Linked DNA regions of Rattus norvegicus: region 1 is linked to region 2. The links are chromatin contacts, called in public Hi-C maps. All regions are on one chromosome and are shown on one strand. Each heading gives the region's core, a stretch centred on a gene start, on an enhancer-like site or on the middle of the called end of the contact. The rest is flanking DNA. Distances are from core to core; before and after follow the strand shown.

What was found. A called contact is a pair of places that touch in the nucleus more often than the background predicts.
Region 1: a contact with region 2 is called in a Hi-C map of prefrontal cortex, with 5 times the contacts expected there. The contact joins two enhancer-like sites. A contact is called at or near these places in 2 of 12 Hi-C or Micro-C datasets (frontal cortex and prefrontal cortex).

What each region holds. Positions count from the first base shown.
Region 1 is chr8:122,016,639-122,019,798 of GRCr8, reverse strand. No RefSeq gene overlaps it. Among named protein-coding and RNA genes, the nearest start is that of Trnaa-agc52, 380 kb to the right of the region's middle. Within about 2 kb of position 1,693, at least 12 of the 93 cell types and tissues checked have an H3K27ac peak or open chromatin away from gene starts, as enhancers often do.
Region 2 is chr8:121,079,850-121,082,917 of GRCr8, reverse strand. No RefSeq gene overlaps it. Among named protein-coding and RNA genes, the nearest start is that of Arpp21, 50 kb to the right of the region's middle. Within about 2 kb of position 1,632, at least 1 of the 93 cell types and tissues checked has an H3K27ac peak or open chromatin away from gene starts, as enhancers often do.

The DNA.
Region 1 (3,160 bases), core at 444-2,943, 940 kb before region 2:
AAAGGAAGGAAGAAATAAAGAAACGAGCAAAAGAAAGAGGCACGTCCTGCGTTCTCCGACGGTCGTTCTGATTTCCTGTCTGCTAGGCCAGGCTTGCAGGCTCAGCCTGTTGCTCAGCTTACCATGCCTGCAGCGCATGTCCTCACTGAGCCTCTCCGGCCCAATTTGGACCATCTTTTTGTCTAAATCAGTGCATCTGTCAGTGCAATCCATGAATCACGATCACGGATGGGCTTGGCTTTCTTTCTGGCTTTCTCCTTTCCCACTGTGTGGCTCATACCCTCTCTTCTCTTGGATGGACTCACGGCATCCTCATTCTTCCACTCTCCTACAATTTTCACTCACTCGGCTGGGAGTTAACCCAGGAGTATCTGTAGAGTATACAATTGAAGCCTACAACCAATCAATGCATTGTGCCCTCCCCCCACAAGTTAACAAATTTAAAACATTTAATTCCAAAAGAATCGTCTAGAACTTGTGTGTTGACCTTGGGTCTTGTATCACATTCACACAATGGCCCTGTGTCTTGTATCACATTCACACTCCCTGGGCGGACCTCCTGCCACTGTTTTCTGCAGTTAAACCTTCTTAGATTTGATCTTACCATTTTCTTAGCTCCACAGTCTCTCTCACATTGCTGAAGTTCTGGCCCATCCATGCTTGCGTCTTCAGTCCAAGAATTCTGGTGCACAAATATTGTATGTCACAGAGCGATAGGAAGAGGTAAAATAAGCAGGCATGTTTTGTAGTGTATGCCCCACCACTCTAGAAAAGTCTCGTGTACCCCAGGCTGGCCTTGAGCTTCCTGTGTAGCTCAGGATGACCCTAAGCTTCTTTAATTTTCCTAATGTGTATGCGTGTTTTACCTGCATGTATGTCTATGTGCACACTTGATAATCATGGAGGACAAAAGAGAGCATTGGATCCCCTGGGACTGGAGCTGCAGGTGGTTCTGTGCTACCTCTGTGTGGGAAACGAGCCTAGGAAGAACAGCCAGTCTCCAGCCCGATCTTGAACTTTCAATTTCTGCCTCCTCCATTCAAGGACTGGGATCACTGGCGCGCACCTCCACAACAGACTAGATTTTATTAGTTCTTGAAATCTGAGCAGTGCACACTCCCTTCTCAAACAAAGACAGTTCTGAGGCAAGCTTTGGAAATTATTTCCTGTCCCGAGGTCTTCCTGATTGGAGAGATTCTGAGCACATTTTACATGGGCATAGCAACTAGGCATTGTGGGACGTGATACAGAGTAGGGTCTGAGTCTACAGGAACAGAATAAAGTTTTTATCGCGACCCCCGGCTTTGCAAAGAGTTGCTAAAAAATTACGCTTCTGTCATTCTTTTACACGGGGGCCCTCTGAAAAGCAACATGTCTGCAGGCATGCTGCGACTGGGAAGTCTGGGGACCTGGAGGCTCAGGGGTTGACAGTGCCAATTAACAGAAAGCAGCGTGCAGGCTTGTGAAAGGGCTGCCAGGGATTGGCAGGTCCTCTCTGCTTCATTAGGGTGACTTTGAAAAGGTTGTAGGCAAATGGCACCTTTCGCTTTAAAAATCCAACTGGTGGCTTCTTAACCATTTTTAAAGCTTGAATTTGAGCTGTCCACTGGCAAGGACACGGTCACAGTTAGCATTACTCAGAGCCCTGTGGCACGAGGAGTCTCCATCTTTCAACGCCTCCGCCTCCGTCTTGCTCGCCATACTTTTCCCTTAGCTTCCTCCTCCTTGACACATTCCTTAAACCCCTCCCTCAGGCCCCCCTCCCAGTGAAAACCCACGCCGTATCCCAAGTCTGTTGCGGAGAACAGACTGGAAGACATCTGCCTCTTGCCTTTTTTTTTTTTTTTTTTTTAATTCCTCTAATTGATGGAGCCAAGACTCCACACCACAGCCCCGCTCCCCAGAACAAACCAAATGGTGGCTGTTGGCAGCATATTGACAGCTTGTTAATGAAGGAATCCTTGACAGTGTGACAACCTGTCTGGGCTGCTGCAGGAAGCCAAGTCCGCCCCCACACAAGCCCCGAGTAATTAACAGGTGGGGGAAAGTAGCGAGAAGCTGCCACTGGGGAGAAGAGAAATATACTCAACAAAATGAATTATGTAGATTTTAAAAAAGATTTTGATTCTGCAATCTCTCTCTTATTTCTTGCTAGCAAGCTCCCCTGGGAAGAGTGTTGACTTGGGGGCCAGATGAGTGTGGGCTTGCATCTCAGTCTGCTGGCCTCCCACTTCTAGAGCTTCTGAAGCCTTTGCTTCCTGGACCTTAGTTTGTGAGAAGTCACCTGACCGGATATGATTTGTAAAAGCATACTCATAGATGACACATACCTGTCCTAAATTGTTAAAAAGAAATTCTCTCTTTTTGATGATGGATTTGCTCAAGTGTTCTTATGTTTCTCTTTCTACCAGTGTTTGTTTTTTTTTTTTTTTAAAGAAAAGGATTATGAAGTTGGGCTTTTGTTTTCTGGAGCGCATTAATTGTATGTTTGTATGTTTATACGTGTGAGTGTGTGTATGCATACATGTGAGTTTGTATGTGAAACTCAGGGGGTCAATGGCAGGTGCTGCCTGTCTAGAGTTGTCTGTCTTGTTCTTTTCCCTTGACACAGTTCTCTTTGTGAACCTGTAGCTCACTGATTATTGGAGAGCCGGTGGTCACTGAGTCCCAGAAATCCTCCTGTCTCGCCCTTGGCAGCACTGAGATTGCAAGAACACACTTAACTTCTTTTGTATGTTAGAGACTCACACTCAGGTCTCCATGCCTGTGCCACAAGCGCTTTCCTGACTGAGCCATTTCCTCAGCCCCTGGGCTTGGATCTTCTGCATGTTCATAGAATTTTAAATGATCTTAGTTTCCTGGAGAACTAACCCCTGTATCTTCAGAGGGAAGCTCTGTCCTTCCAAATCTTTTGTCATGCTTTCTGTCCTACCTTGTGTGTATTTGGTTTATTTTATGTTTCTGTGGTTTTGGGTGAAAATTGTGTGCAAAGAACAGACAGGCTCAGGCACCACACTGGTCTCTGCAAGAGCTTCTCCCCAACTCCACCAAGCCCCCACATGTATCACTGTAAAGAAACCCCTTGGAGCCCAGTATGTGGCACACCTGATTGGACCCTTCCCCCTGAGCTCTGACAGACACCAGGAAAGAGGCAGACTCG
Region 2 (3,068 bases), core at 383-2,882:
GACAGTCATAAGCGAAGGAAGAGGAGAACTTGAGACACCGTCCGGTGTTTCCTAGGGAGCTGCTCTATCCCTAGGGAGAAGAGGGCGGATCTCCCGCCCATCAAATCCTAACTTCTTGGTCTGAAGGTGTTCCGTTTCATTTAAAATTGTTTACCAAAGAGAAGTAAAGTGACCGTTAGTAAACACAGAGTATTTCTCCTGTTCACCACATAAAAATGATGTTGTCTTAATTCAAACCACTTTGGGCCAGTGGCATGGCTCGGCAGACAAAGGTGCTTGATGCCAAGCCTGAGGACCTGAGCTGAATCAAAGGGCCCGATGGGGTAGAAGGAGGAAACGGACTCTAACATGTTGCCCTCTTAACACACACACACACACACACACACACACACACACACACACACACACACACGTACAGGAACACATACACGAATACACCAGATTTTTAAAATATCTTTAAAATCCCATTTATTTAAAAGTGTATTTTAACATTTTTTTTGTAGTAAACTCTCATTTAATTCTATATAATTAATCTAGGATCGTATCAAACATAAAATATAAACATGGGTCCTTTTTGGATGAAGCACTCAAGTTTGAAGATTCCCCTTGGGGCTGGTGGTATAGCTCTATTAGTAGTGTTCTTATGTAGCATGGAGTATGTTCTGGGTCTCATGAGCAGCCGTGTGGACACTGGACATAGCGGCTTAAGCCTACAGTCCAAGCACATAGGATCTGGAAGCAGGAGGATCAGTCCAGGGCTATCCTTAGCTACATGAGGAGTTTGAGGTGAGCCTCGGCTACAGGAGACCTCAGGAGGGAAAATTCATTTACTTTAAAGAGAATAAAATCTCCCAAGCTGGAACTCATGCATTCTTTTACTTGTAGCACAGGTATACTCAAAGATTTAATGAACCCCTCTGCTGTCATTAACAATAAGGCAAAGGCATGGAAAGAACTCATGATTCATTCTAAAGCAGAGAGGGGAGCAGGGAACGGGGGAGTGGATTATAAAATAACACGTATTCTATAATCCACGACCGCAGAACAGAGCCATGGATTTACAGATACATATGCATGCAGATTGGCTAAGCCAAACAGCTATGGCAATTTGGGTGTTGTATTCCGGGAAAGGTTTTATTCTGTCCCCTTTGATTTTGAAATCCTCTTCTTTTCCCCAAACTGCCTCTTTACATTGCATAAATGTAAATTTCATTTTGAAAAGAAAAAAAAAAAGACATTCTTTGAAGAGTGGCTTTAGAGGACAAATTGTACATTTATGCAGATATCTCTCTAGTGGTGTCCTTCTGGAGATGTTGGATCTGAGACAACAAGTACTTTTTAAAGTATCGAGTGTACAGACACACACACACACACACACACACACACACACACGCACACGCGCGCGCGTCTCAGTTTCAGTTTTGGAGAACAGTTTTCAAATTCCAACATCCTGCATTGCATTAGAGGTAGACTGTAGCTACTCCCCCCAACCCCCATAATCCCTAATTAATTAATTAACCACGCTTACTGGTGGTCAAGAAGCCAAATATCTGATAGTGACACTCCTCTGCTCCTGTGTGAGGAAGGAACCAGTGTCCATCCTGGAGAATCTGGGACCTCAGGAAAGGCTACAAAAGAGCTGGACGACAGACCTCGCTTGGCACAGCCTAGGCTGTGTTCTGTGTCCCTCCTGAGGCTTCCTGGATACAATATCGACCTCTCTTTTCTTACATGGCCTCCCAGTGCTTGTGCTCTTTCTCTACTTTGATTTATAGGCCAAGAGTTTTGGTCGTTCGTTTTCTTTTAAATCAGTAACACCTTTGTCTGGGGAAGTGGCTCATTGGATGAGAGCACATGCTTCAGGACCACAGTTCGGATCCCCAGAATCCACTGGGAAGCCCGATGGGCTTGGAGACCCAAAAGGCCCTGGCCAAGCTGACCAGTGAGACTAGATATATCGGGGAGCTCTGGCTCCAGCAAGATACCCCACTTTGATAAATAAAAGTGGAGATGAGCAGGGGCATGTCAATCTCTGGCATTCACACACACACACACACACACACACACACACGTGTGAATACGAACTGCAAATACACATGTGCCCACACCACATGTGCATACTTACAGACAACATACCCACAAGCAAAATAGGAAGCAATAATAATACCTCTAGTGGGTTCCATGTGGGACTATACTTCTATCCGAAGTGGCCTTAGAGTAGTAGGTGACAAGGGTATCCCACCCCTGCTCTGCAGAAAGAAAGTCTTCCTGTCCCCCTGCCAGATCCCATGAAAACCTGGGGCTTCTCAGGATGCAAATGGGCAAACACAGTGCTTGCTCTGCATCCCGCATTGTGGGGCAGGAGAGGCGGGGCAAGCAAGATGCTTAGAGTGTCAAAGTATCTGGCCCAGGAATGCTGAAAAGAAACAAGGTAACTTATTCAGCAGCCTCCCTGGTCTATTGTTGCTCAGATCTTTCCCTGATAGGTTTTCCAAAGCTCCCTGTAGCAGATGCCTCCCGTGCCTCTCCAAAGCCCCTCCTCTGATTCAGAGGAGGCTCCAGGAAAGCTCCAAACACGTTTATTTTTAAGAATCGTCTTGAGCTGCTTTGGCAACAGAGCATCACTTCATGGGAGCGCAGGCCAGGGGTCATTTATGGTCTGCCTGCTCACGGGATAATTTTCTTACATTCCACACAGCCTACTGCAGAGGAGACATAGTTGGAACCAAGGGATCCGTGCCATCTGAACATTTGGTTTCTAGTCTCCGAAGTCCTCTTTGTTTTTGATCGTGACATTTCTTCACGCTCAGATGCATACATGATGTAACAGTCTTTGTTGATGTTCTGAAATGTGTTTTTGGAGTTATTTTGGCTGAGTACAGAATAAGAATGGGGCTCTCGACTTTTCTGGTTGAAATGTTAATCTTGCCATCGAACCACCCTCACCCCACCCCATCTTTCTCCTTGCCTTTCTCCCTCACTTCTATTTCTAAAGCTTGAAACCCAACCCCAAGACTGATATTTAATAGACCCTAGCCGGTTTTGCTGGATACGAAGCAGATGAGAAG